2 separate regions of the Sus scrofa genome follow, and region 2 is linked to region 1. The links are chromatin contacts, called in public Hi-C maps. All regions are on one chromosome and are shown on one strand. Each heading gives the region's core, a stretch centred on a gene start, on an enhancer-like site or on the middle of the called end of the contact. The rest is flanking DNA. Distances are from core to core; before and after follow the strand shown.

Region 1 (6,315 bases), core at 1,481-3,980:
CTTAGAAAAACTGCCGAACCATGAGCAGCAACATAGGCAGACTCCTTTATCAAACTACAAATATTTCTAAAATCTCTGTCACTGTGTCTCAATTCTAATATATTCCCAACGTAATATATTCTATTCTTTTTTTTTTTTTTTCCTGTCTTTTTAGGGCTGCACCCACTGCATATGGAGGGTCCCACGCTAGGGGTCTAATCAGAGCTATAGCTGCAAAGCCTATGCCAGAGCCACAGCAACGCGGGATCCAAGCTGCGTCTGCAACTTACATCACAGCTCATGGCAATGCCAGATCCTTAACCCACTGAGCAAGGCCAGAGATAGAACCGGCAACCTCATGGTCCCTAATCGGATTGTCAACCACTGAGCCACGACAGGAACTCCCCCATTTTCCATTCTTTACAGCTCAACTCATCTCTTACTTTCCCCACCCTGAGAATGTTCTGCCCCCTTCCATTTCCCAGAATCACTCATTCTCCTTTCTGCTTGAGTCCCGAATCTGCAAAGAAGGTGGTGCCCAGAAAAAAGTGAGGGACTAGGTGTTCCAGAAGAATGGCCCACCCATCTTTGCAGGCCAGTTCTGTACGTGGCATCTGCACCTGCAAACTTGTGCCTGGACTTACCATCCCCTCTCCATGTAATCAGAACCCCAAGAGAGAACACCTGTACCTGGAAGTCCAGCCCCGGGGCCCTGTCCTCACACTCAGCTGAAAATCTCACCTCTTACTTGGCTGAGAAAGTGGAAGCCATGAGAAGAGAACAGCCCGAGTCGCCCCCATCACCTTACAAACCTCGCACTCAGCCCAATGGGCTCTGCCCCCCTCCCCCCACCTACCCCCCCACCCCACTACTGTGGACTGTCGAGCCCCTCCCTCAAGGCAAGCTCCCCTCAAGAATGGGGCTGACCGTTCCCTGCATGGCTGATGTAAGGGGCTGTCAGCGTTCCTTGGCTCACGGTGGCTTCAGTCCCCTGTCTGCCTGGCTGGCCACGCAGCCTCCTTCCTCTGTGTCCTCGTCTCAAATCTCCTTCCACCAAGGACACTCGTCACTGGATTCAGGGCTCGCCTGAAGAATCTCCTCATCTCAAGATGCTTAACTTCTGGAGTTTCCGTCGTGGCTCAGAGGTTAACGAATCCGAGTAGGAACCATGAGGTTTTCGGGTTCGACCCCAGGCCTCGCCCAGTGGGTTAAGGATCCGGCGTTGCCGTGAGCTGTGGTGTAGGTTGCAGACGCGGCTCGGATCCCTCATTGCTGTGGCTGTGGTGTAGGCCGGCGGCTACACTTCCGATTAGATCCCTAGCCTGGGAACCTCCATATGCTGCAGGGGTGGCCCTAAAAAAGAAAAAGAAAAAAAAAAAAAAGATTCTTAACTTCTTCATATCAGCAAAGACCCTTTTTCCGAATAAAGGGAACATTCATAGGTTGCTCCAGATCATTCATGAATGACCTTAACTTGGCTACATGGTCACTGCCTGCCAGCAAATAAATGTGCAAGTCCTGACCTACTGGAAAAGCACCACTGAAACAGTTGACTGGGGGCAAGGACCCTCTCAGATGCTAAAGCCATGGGTGAAAGTTCCCTGGAAGGAAAGATATTCACACAAACCCTAAGAAGTATCACCAGCAATTACTTCCTAATTACAGAAGGTACAGCTCTGTGAAGCTGGGGAGCCAGCTGAATAGTTTTTTTCTTTTTCCTTTTTGGCCGCACCTGCAGCATGCAGAGGTTCCCCAGCCAGGGATGGAGCCCGTGCCACAGCAGTGACAGTGCCGGATCCCCAACCCGATGCACTACCAGGAAACGCCAAGACTTACTTTATAACTGGGGTGGTGGGCCAGAGTGGGGAGAATAATGAGAATATTCAAAAAGGAGAACAAAAGGAGTTCCCAGTGGCTCAGCGGGTTAAGGGTCCAACCCTGTCACTGCTATGGCTTGGGTCCAAATCCTGGCCGGCGGAACCTCTGCATGCTGCCAGCATGGCCAAAGGAAAAAAAAAAAAGGCAAACAAAAAAATACATTCATATTAAGTATTAATAGAGGAGTTCCCATGGTGGCTCAGTGGTTAAGAAGTCTGACTAGGAACCATGAGGTTTTGGGTTTGATCCCTGGCCTCGCTCAGTGGGTTAAGGATCCTGCGTTGCCGTGAGCTGTGGTGTACATCGCAGATGCGGCTTGGATCCTGTGTTGCTGTGGCTGTGGCGTAGGCCGGCAGCTGCAGCTCCGATTGGACCCTTGCCTGGGAACCTCCATGTTCCGCGGGTGCGGCCCTGGAAAAGACAAAAAAAAAAAGAAAGATTCAAAAAGAAAAGTATTAATACAGGTTAGATTATGTGAGAATTTCTGACTTTTGTTAACATTCTTAATTCGTTACAATCCATATGCATTGATCACCTGTACACACCCCCAAATCCCCCATCTGAAAAAAATAAATAAAAGGAATGATGGACTATTTAACGGGGTGGGGGGGGAGCGGAATACTCACCTCACGTTCACCCTCACTCCCAGCATGACTCCTATCCACCTCACCTGGTGGTTTGGGGGAGTCCTCCTGTAATCTTTCATCAGCCACAAGGAACAGGCCTGGTTGGCGGCTGACCGCCTCCCTCCCTCTCTCTCTCCCTCTCTCTGACTTCTGCCCGGGCCTGGGGAACTGCCTTCCAGACACTGAGACCCCGCCCCTAGCTGGGCGGGGCTGTCCATCAAAACCCAACCCCACCCACCCGTCCCGCCCCTCCGATCCACCCGCCCTTCTCTGTAATCTTTTTCATCGCCCCTGACTAGGCTCTGTGCTTCCCTGAACCCAAGGCTATTTCATTTCATGCCAAAAATACTCACCCTGAGGTCATTCCTACGGACAAGCTCAGGGGACGCTCTACACCCTCTGAACTTATTGCAAAATTGCGTGCGTGCAGATGTGTGCCTTGTTCTGGGAAAGCAGACCCACAATTTCACCAGAGTCTCAAATCTCCCGTGACCCAGAAGAGAGCAAGAAACACCATTTAATTCTCATTTGGTCTTAACATGCTACCCATTCCACTGTAACTTCCAGGATTTACCCAGTGCCTCGTGCCCTTGGTGTTGGAGAAGAGACCAGCTTTTCTCTTTTCAGCAGGCTGCTGGATTCAACTCAGTGGAGTCCACGTGCTGGCCCTGACCAAGTGGAAAGGGGACATTTTTTAAAAGACGGGAAAGAAAACATTAACTCAGAGTTTCAGGATGGCTCGGCGGGTTAAGGATCCAGTATTGTCACTGCTGTGGCATGGATACAATCCACGTGCAAAAAAAAAAAAAAAAAAAAAAGAGAGAGAGAGAGAGAGAGAAGGAAGGAGGGAAGTTAGGGAGAGAGGAAGGAAGGAAGGAAGGGAGCCTAACTCCTCCAGTTTAAAGATCCTATCACAACCCAAACCAGAATAAAAGTGAAAGTGAACTTCGCACGCATTTCTGAGCCTCCCACGAGGCTGGGATTGAGGACCAGGCTGCATTGCATCCTGTCTCCTGACTCACTTCTGACTTCAGTAACCGTTCCTCTCAGACCCACTGCACCTCACTTCCTGCTTGTGCAACTTGGAAAAGTTCTTGCCCCTTATCTGGGGAATGAGGAGGATGGAAAGGCAGCAGATGACGCCGGATGCTTCTCGGACACATCACCAGCATCCCCGCTAATCTCCTCATCCCAGAGTCTGTGGTTGCATGTCCTGAGGGGCTGCCCCCCCTGAGGTCTAAAATATGCCCAGAGGTGCTCAGAGTTAGCAGGGATTGGTAGAACCCTGGGCAGGTACACAGCCTAACCATACCCCCGAGGTGCATTTCTCAGCACTCTTAACCCATGTTCCCATTTGATAAACATTAGGAATCTCACTCCCCTTTTGTTTATTTCTTTATGTCATTTTTGACACACACACCCCCCCTCGGTTCATGGAGTTCCCAGGCCAGGGATCAAGCCACAGTCACAACCTAAGCCTCAGCTCTGGTAGTACCGATCCTTAACCCACTGTGCCAGGCTGGGGATCAAACCCGAGTCCCAGTGCTCCCAAGACTCCACCGATCCTATTGCACCATAGCGGGAGCTCCCCACCCCCTAGAGTTTGTATGATGAAAACAAGGGTCTGGCATTCCCGGGTGGTGGGTTAAGGATGCTTAAGGATCCGACATGGGCACTGCAGCAGCTCAGGTCGCTGCTGTGGCGCAGGTTCCATCCCTGGCCCAGGAACTTCTACATGCCTCAAAAAAAAAAAAAAAAAAAAAAAAATAGAAAAATGAAAAGAGGATCTGGGTTTTTTCCCCTTTTACAGCACAGGCGCCTACAATAAATACTACTCAGTGAAAAGGAATGAACTAGGGATTTGTAACAGCTTGGCTGAACCAAATGTATTGTTCTACCAGCTGGAAGAAGCCAGACCAAAAAGAAGAAGAGGAGGTGAGATATGAGTTCCTCTCATACCAGCCCCCACCCTCCACCCCACAGGCGCCTCTGGGTGGGGGAGGGAGCGGAGCTGGAGGGTTCCTTCTTGACGGTGATGTTTGACCAAACTTGCCACACATGTGCATTTACTGTATGTGAATTCCACATCAATGAGGCAGTTTGGAAAAATTCTATCATGCCCCTGAATTTCCTAGAGAAGATTGAACATTGAACATTGTCCACCCTGCCCCATAAAACTTGTTCTACAAGTGAGTTCAGGAGTTCCCATTGTGGCTCAGTGGTAACAAACCTAAATAGTATCCATGAGGATGTGGGTTCGATTCCTGGCCTCGCTCAATGGGTTAAGGATCCAGCGTTGCCGTGAGCTGAGGTGTAGGTCGCAGACGCAGCTCAGATCCAGGGTCACTGTGGCTGTGGGGTAGGCCAGCAGCTACAGCTCTGATTTGACCCCTTGCCTGGGCACTTCTATATGCTGCACAAAAGACAAAAAAAAAAAAAAAAAAGAGAGAGAGAAAAAAGGTAAGTTTGTGGACACCTTGGGCTGTTTGTGAGTCCTTCCAGAGCCCCCAAGACTCAGCACAGAGAGCAAGCACTTAATCTCAGTACTCTTCTGCAGACCGCCCCCCCAAACACACACACATGCCCATTTTGGTCCTAATGGGACCTCCCGCCTCTCCCCCTTTTCACTCCTTCAGAGGCTGAGCGCATTTCCTCCTTGGGTCCCACTCACCACTTCGTACTGAATTTTTTTGGAGTTCCTGGACCAGGGATCAAATCCCAGCCAAAGTCGCAACCTCCCTCTCTCCCAACTGGGGCCACTGCTGATCCTTTAACCCGCTGCGCCGGGCTGGGAATTGAACCTGCCTCCTGGTGCTGGTAGAGGCACCACTGATCCTGTTGCACCACAGTGGGAACTCCTGTACCGACTTTATCTGTTCAGGCTTCTGGTTTCCCACCCACACCCTCCTCTCCCACCAGACTGTACACCTAGAGAGATTCCTTTTTGCCTTTTTTTTTTTTTCTTTTTTAGGACCGCACCTGCAGCATATGAAAGTTCCCAGGTCTAATCCGAGCTGCAGCTGCTGGCCTTCACGGCCACAGCAATGAGGGATCTGAGCCATATTTGCAACCTACACCACAGGTTGCAGCAATGCCAGATCCTTAACCCACTGAACGAGGCCAGGGATTGATCCCACATCCTCCTGGATACTACTCAGGTTCTTAACCACTGAGCCACAACGGAAACTCCTAAAAGGATTCTTTTTTTTTTTTTTTTTTGCTTTTTAGGGCCATACCTGCAGCATATGGAGGTTCCCAGGCTAAGGATCGAGTCAGAGCTAGAGCTGCTGGCCTACACCACAGCCACAGCAACACTAGATCTGAGCCATGTCTGCAACCTACACCACAGTTCATGGCAATGCTGGACCCTTAACCCACTGAGTAAGGCCAGGGATCAAACCTATATCCTCATGGATACTAGTCAGGTCAGTTAACCGCTGAGCCACGAGGGAACTCCCCCTGAAGGGATTCTTAACCTTTTTTGTGCCCTGGTTTCTTTTGAAAGCCTTGTGAAACTTCCTGTAAAAGACACAGACATCTGCAGGAAACTAATTAGAAAATAGTTATCAAAAATAAATAGTGAAGTATAAATTTGATGTACTTAATAACATAAGTGCCTTTATATTCAATGATAAGATCTAGGGGTAGGTCAAGTAACAACCATTATGGCCTCACTTAGTGGGTTAAGGATCCAGCATTGCCATGAGCTGTGGTGTAGGTCACAGACAAGGCTTGGTTCCAGCGTTGCTGTGGCTGTGGGGCAGACTGGCAGCTGTAGCTCCAATTCGACCCCTGGCCTGGGAACCTCCATATGTCCCAGCTGCAGCCCTAA
Region 2 (6,315 bases), core at 2,737-5,236, 120 kb after region 1:
CACACACACACACGTACACACATGCACATGTACAAACCTTCACCCTTCTCGTCTCACCTGAACCACTCAGCTCACGGTCACCCGTCCATTTAGGAGTCGCCTGGGCTTTGGGCAGCAAGGCTAATCAATTTCAAAGTCGCTCTTTGCAGGCTCAGGATGTTTCTAGTCTGTGACTTTTCCATCTGGGGTTTCTCAACCAGCTGGGCTTTTGTTTTCGGTGTGTGTGATGGTGAAACACACTTTACCAACAAGTCTTTCTATATTCTGAGCTATTCCTCTCTCTGCTTCTTTAGTTTTCTGCATTTTCCAAAATTTCTGTGATGATGTTGTGCTTTTATAACCGCGAGGAAAAGTTTTAAATTTTTAAAATACTCCCACACGAGAAGATGAAAAAATACTGACTTTCCCCCAAGGAATGGGATGATGGGTGACTGTTTTTTCTTTGGTCCATATCTTTCCAAATTATCTAGAATTAAATAGAAATATATCTCATTTAAACTAAAGGTATGGGGGAGTTCCCATTGTGGCTCAACAGGTGAAGAACCCGACTAGCGTCCATGAAGATGCCGGTTTGATCCCTGGCCTCTCTCAGTGGCTTAAGAACCCAGCGTTGCCATGAGCTGCTGTGTAGACTGCAGATGTGGCTTGGATCTGGCATTGCTGTGGCTGTGGTGTAGGCTGGTGGCTATAGCTCCAATTAGACCCCTAGCCTGGGAACTTCCATACGCCACAGGTGCAGCCCTAAAAAGACAAAAATAAAATCAAATTAAATAACTAAAAGGTGAAGGACTTCCCATGGTGGTACAGTGGGTTAAGAATCCGACTGCAGCAGCTCAGGTGGCTGAAGAGGCGGAGGTTTAATCTCCATCCAGCGAAGCGGGTTAAAGGATCCAGTGTTACAGCAGCTGTGGCTCAGGTCCAATCCCTGCCTTGGGAACTTCCATATGCCTTGGGTGCAGCCATTTTAGTTAATTAATTAAAGGTATAAATTGGCACAACATTGTAAATCAACTATACTCTAATTTTAAAAACGTAAAAAAAGGGAGCTCCCCTCATGGCTAAGCATGGCTAATGAACCCAACTAGAATACATGAGGACACAGGTTCCATCCCTGGCCTCGCTCAGTGGGTTAAGGATCCTGCGTTGCTGTGGGTGTGGTGTAGGCCAGCAGCTACAGCTCCAAATGGACCCCCTAGCCTGGGAACTTTGTATGCTGCAGGTGCAGCCCTAAAAAGACACACACACACACACACACACAAAAGTAAAATAAAGATATACAGGAGCTCCTGCTATCACACGGTGGGGTAAGGATCCAGCATGGCCACAGCTGTGGTGTAGGTCACAGCTGTAGCTTGGATTCCATCCCTGGCCTGGGAATGTCCATACACCACAGGTGCACCCAAAAAATAAATAAAATAAAATAAAAGGTACACAAAAGATATAAAAATGGGAGACCAACGTGTGTCATGTCAAAATGTGTTTGTCTACACTACTGCCGGTTTATTTCATGCCATGTAGTCCTGCCACTAGGCATTTTCCAAAGTTGAGAGAACCAGAGATAGAGAGAGAGAGAGATTGTGGTCGAATCAGGGCTGCACACCCTTAGCGCACAGAGGCTGGTGTTGCTTGTATGCAATTAGTACTTTCCATATGAATCTCACTTTTCATCCTCTTGTAAAGGCTGTGAATTTACTGCTGAGCCTGTGTCCTGTGGCTCTCCTGGACAGAAAATTACTTCTTTTAGAGAATCTGCTTGCACCAGCGTAAAACCCTGCCATTCCCCAAACCGCAAGGGAACCACATCAGACTGGATATGCTGAGCTGGCTCTTTTGTGTTACCTGTTCTGGAGAAGTCTGGGCACAGACCTCCCGGCATGTCTCATCCCTTTTTTTGCTGTGTTTGTTTTTGCCTGGAGCACTTGGAAGTTCCCTGGCCTGAGATCGAACCCGAGCCACAGCAGTGATAGTGCCGATTCCTTAGCCACTTGACCACCAGGGAACTCCCACATCACTTTCTTTATAATTTGGTCCCTTTCCACCCTGGAGTGCCTTACTGAGGACCCTGTCCATGCAGCTGACCTCATTGGGTGAGGCAGGGATCACTGATGGCCAGCAGAGGGTCCTTGCATCAGAGAGGCTTGTCACCCAACAGGGCATGCAGAGAAAAGCACCCACTGGTCCTCTGGGGGGAAGACCTTCCAAGCAGAGGGATGCCTGGTGCAGCTGAGGCCACAGGGCTGGGGGGGGGGGCAGGGTGGAATGGGGAGGTGTGTGCGAGGGGAGTGGGGGAGGGGAGCAGGGTGGAGGGAGGGGGGCAGTGTGGGAAAGGGAGGTGAGTGGAGTCTCAGAAGGCTCCGGGGGCTGGAGTTAAAGTCTGCATCTGATGCGCCGCCCTGCGGAAGCTCTGAGAAAGGGAAAGAGGGCATGTAATTTTTTTTTCAGTGATCCACCTGCTGTGAGGGGTGCAGGTTGTAAAATGCTAAGAGCAGAAGCAAGTGGACAGGTTGCAAGGCAGCCTCGGATGCCAGGCTGAGACGGCGGGCCTGGGTCAGGGGACCTCCCGGGGAAGGTCCCAGAGGCTCGCGGAGATGGAGCTGCAGAGCTCAGGGCACTAGCCTGGTTCTTACCAGGCGCTGGGAAGGTGCCCAGAGCCTGTAGGGAGGAAAGTGGGAGGAGCCACCCCCCAAATATGAGGCAGGAGCGCACTCTGGGCTCTAGATCCTCAGAGAGGCCGTGTGTTTCTGATGCACCCACTTCAGCCCCACCCGATGCGCTTCCTTCCACCCAGATTCTCTGGAGTCCCAAGCATCACGGTCCCCAGATAGAGCCGCTTCTGGCCCAGAGAGACAGTAGGAGGCCAATTAATCGGCAGACAGGGAGTTTTGGTCGGTGGTTCAGTGGTTAAGGAACCCAACTAGGAACTATGAGGTTCCAAGTTTGATCCCTGACCTCGCTGAAGGGTTAAGGATCCGGCAGTGCCTGACCTGTGCTGTAGGCCGCAGATGTGGCTCGATACAGCGTTGCTGTGTAGGCCGGTGGCTTCAGCTCCTATCGGACTCTTAGCCTGCTGGGAACCTCCATATGACGTGGGTGTGGCCCTAAAAAGACAAAAAAGAAAATACCCCAGAGAGAATCTCTTATTCTCTAGCACTTATTAGAAGTACCAATAACTGGGGATCTGAAGCGCTTCTGGAAAGTTCTGCATGGCTTTTTTTAAGAATGTTTGTTGAGGAGTTCCCATCTCTACATGGATGGGTCCTCACCCTGGCTGCATATAAAAAGTCCCTGGGGGAGTTCCCGTCGTGGCGCAGTGGTTAACGAATCCGACTAGGAACCATGAGGTTGCAGGTTCGGTCCCTGCCCTTGCTCAGTGGGTTAAGGGTCCGGCGTTGCCGTGAGCAACGTGTAGGTCGCAGACGCGGCTCGGATCCCGAGTTGCTGTGGCTCTGGTGTAGGCCGGTGGCTATAGCTCCGATTCGACCCCTAGCCTGGGAACCTCCATATGCCGAGGGAGCGGCCCAAGAAATAGCAAAAAAAAAAAAAAAAAAAAAAAAAAGTCCCTGGGGAGGAGTTCCCACGGTGGCTCGGTGGGAAGGAATCTGACTAGCATCCATGAGGACACAGGTTCCATCCCTGGCCTTGCTCACTGGGTTAAGGATCCTGCATTGTGGTGAGCTGCGGCATAGGTCGCAGACACGGCTCGGATCCTGCATTGCTGTGGCTGTGGTGTAGGCTGGCAGCTGTAGCTCTGATTCGACCCCTAGCTGGGAACTTCCATATGCCCTGGGTGGGGCCCTAAAAAGACAAAAAAAAAAAAAAAAAGTCCTTGGGGAGCCTGTAAAGAACACCTGCACCTGGGCTCAGCATGGCCCCGGGGCCATCAGGGTCCAGGCATTTAAAGTCCCCAGGGGATGCCCCTGCGTGTCCAGGTATGAGCACTGCCATAGGGGAGCTGAGTCACTGTCTCCTATGACGGAATATGAGTCATCCCACCAAGCGGGGCAGCTGACGGCAGGATGCTCAGCCTTCCATGCGGAGCTCAGACACACATACCCCCTTAAGCACTTGTGGGAATTACTCAGAAAACACAGGATACAAATACATTAATCAGGCTTAGGCTTAGGCGTGGGCAGCCTCTAAAAGGCAGCTTGACCCGCCCTTCCCTCTGTTTTTGCACCCCGTCTTCTGCCTTTCTCCTCCGGTACTTTTCTCCTTGCCCTGGTGGCCCCCTCCTCTCTCTTTCACAAGCCCCTGGACACTCCCCCCCTCACCCTGGAGGCTTCAGGCTACAGGGATCAGCTTCAAGACAAGGTCTGCATGAAAAGGAGGGCTTGCTGGAAGCCCATAGCATTTCTTCTTGCTTTGCTGCAAACACGTGTGTTTCCCTGCTTTGCAAAACCTCGGTGTTTTCTGTTCAAGATTCAACACGGAGCTATCCCATGGCCCAGCAATTCCACTCCCAGATAGAGACCGAAGAGAAATAAAACTATATCCGCACAGAAACTTGGATGTGGATAGCAGCATTATTCATAATCTGAATGTCCAGCAACGGATGAGTGGATAAGCAAAAGGTGGTATAACTATATGGGAATAGTATTCATCCCTGAAAAAGAGTGAAGGATTGGGAGTTCCCATCGTGGCTCGGCAGTAACGAACCCAACTGGTAGCCATGAGGATGTGGGTTCGATCCCTGGCCTCTCTCAGTGGGTTAAGGATCCTGCATTGCCATGAGCTGTGGTGTAGGTCGCAGATGCGGCTCAGATCCCGAGTTGCTGTGGCTGTGGTGTAGGCCGGCAGCTGCAGCTCTGATTGGACCCCTAGCCTGGGAACTTCCATATGCCACGGGTGTCGCCCTAAAAAGACAAAAAAAAAAAAAAAAAAAAAAAAAAAAGCAAAGTACTGATCCAGGCTACAATTTGGGCCTTGCAGACCTCTGAAAAGTCAGAGAAGTCAGTTACAAAAAAGCCCACGAGTTATAAGATCTCATTTACATGAAGCGCCCAGAGGAGGAAAATCTAGAGACATAGTAAGGAGATGAGAGCTTGCTAGGAGCTGGGGGCAAGAAAGAATAGAGAGTGACCCCTGATGCCTACAATTCTTCTGGGGTAAAAATAAATAAATAAACATACACATATATATGTTCTAAAATGGACCTTAGTTGGAGTTCCCTTTGTGTGCAGAGGGTTAGGAATCGACAGCAGTGGCTCAGGTCACTTCAGAGGCGCCACTTGGATCCCCCACCCAGTGCAGTGGGTTAAAAGGATCCAGCATTGCCGCAGCTACAGCATAGATGGCAGCTATGGCTCACAATGGATCCCTGGCCTGGGAACTTCAATATGCTGCAGGTGTGGCCATAAAAATATTGTTTTAAATAAGAATAAAATCAACTAGACCATAGTGATGGTTGCAAAACTCTGCAAACACACCTGAAACCACTGACTTGCCCACGTTAAATCTGTGAATTCCAGCAACTTGTGGAGTTTCTGTCTTTATGGAGAAGGTAAGGGGTGTGGGGGTTTGGGGGGGTGGCCATGCCTGTGTCACGAAGAGGTTCCTGGGCCAGGGATCGAACCTGAGCCACAGCAGTGACAACACCAGCTCCTTAACCACTAGGCCACCAGGGAACTCCTGGGGGCTTTGGTGTTAAAGACCCTCCTCTGAAGTCCAGGGTCAACTCCAGTCCCAAGTGACACCCCACCCCCAGCCACCCAGCCCCCTACATGCAGTCCCACACAAGGGCCAGGAGGACCTTCTCCCCCAAATGTCCCCGTGTGCAACCTCCCCTCTCCAGGTCTGCTCCCCAGAGTCAAGTTTTCTCGCATCACTCCAGAAGCCTCCTGATCTACCTCAGCTACTCACGTCCAGGAGGACTTGGAGGGGTTTTCCACGAGCAGGGGGTGCCTTCATCAATTCTTTTCTGGCAAGGCCCCCTCCCAGAGGCCCTCTGAGAGGTCTGAGGGAGCAGCGCCTCCTCGGAGTACCTCATGAGGTCGAAGCCAGGAAGAGGATGAAGCTCAGAGGGTCACCACCTCCAGGGTGCCCGCCGGGAACTCATCGAAGGGTTTGCATCTAGGGATGGTGGGCGAAGCCTTCCTCCTGGGGGCCCATCAGACCCCTGTGCCAGGTGGCAGGTCATGCCCACATGCATTCATGGCCCCCATCTCTGACCCCATCAGAAATGGCAAAGCCTCAGGAGAGGCCCTCTGGTGAAGCCCACCCTGTCCTGCTGGATCCTGGGAATGTGGAAATGCTCATTTATTCAAGAGATTTACTGGAGTGCCTGTCATGGCTCAACGGAAACAAACCTGACTCGTA

Evidence for each region. Hi-C and Micro-C count contacts between places; a contact is called where the count stands out from the background.
Region 2: a contact with region 1 is called in a Hi-C map of embryonic fibroblasts, with 9 times the contacts expected there. The contact joins two enhancer-like sites. A contact is called at or near these places in 4 of 47 Hi-C or Micro-C datasets (embryonic fibroblasts, epiblast stem cells and liver).

Annotation. Positions count from the first base shown.
Region 1 is chr10:22,978,866-22,985,180 of Sscrofa11.1, forward strand. No RefSeq gene overlaps it. Among named protein-coding and RNA genes, the nearest start is that of ZNF281, 57 kb to the right of the region's middle. Within about 2 kb of position 2,731, at least 56 of the 83 cell types and tissues checked have an H3K27ac peak or open chromatin away from gene starts, as enhancers often do. A contact at or near this core is called in embryonic fibroblasts, where this site is marked.
Region 2 is chr10:23,094,860-23,101,174 of Sscrofa11.1, forward strand. No RefSeq gene overlaps it. Among named protein-coding and RNA genes, the nearest start is that of ZNF281, 59 kb to the left of the region's middle. Within about 2 kb of position 3,987, at least 8 of the 83 cell types and tissues checked have an H3K27ac peak or open chromatin away from gene starts, as enhancers often do. A contact at or near this core is called in embryonic fibroblasts, where this site is marked.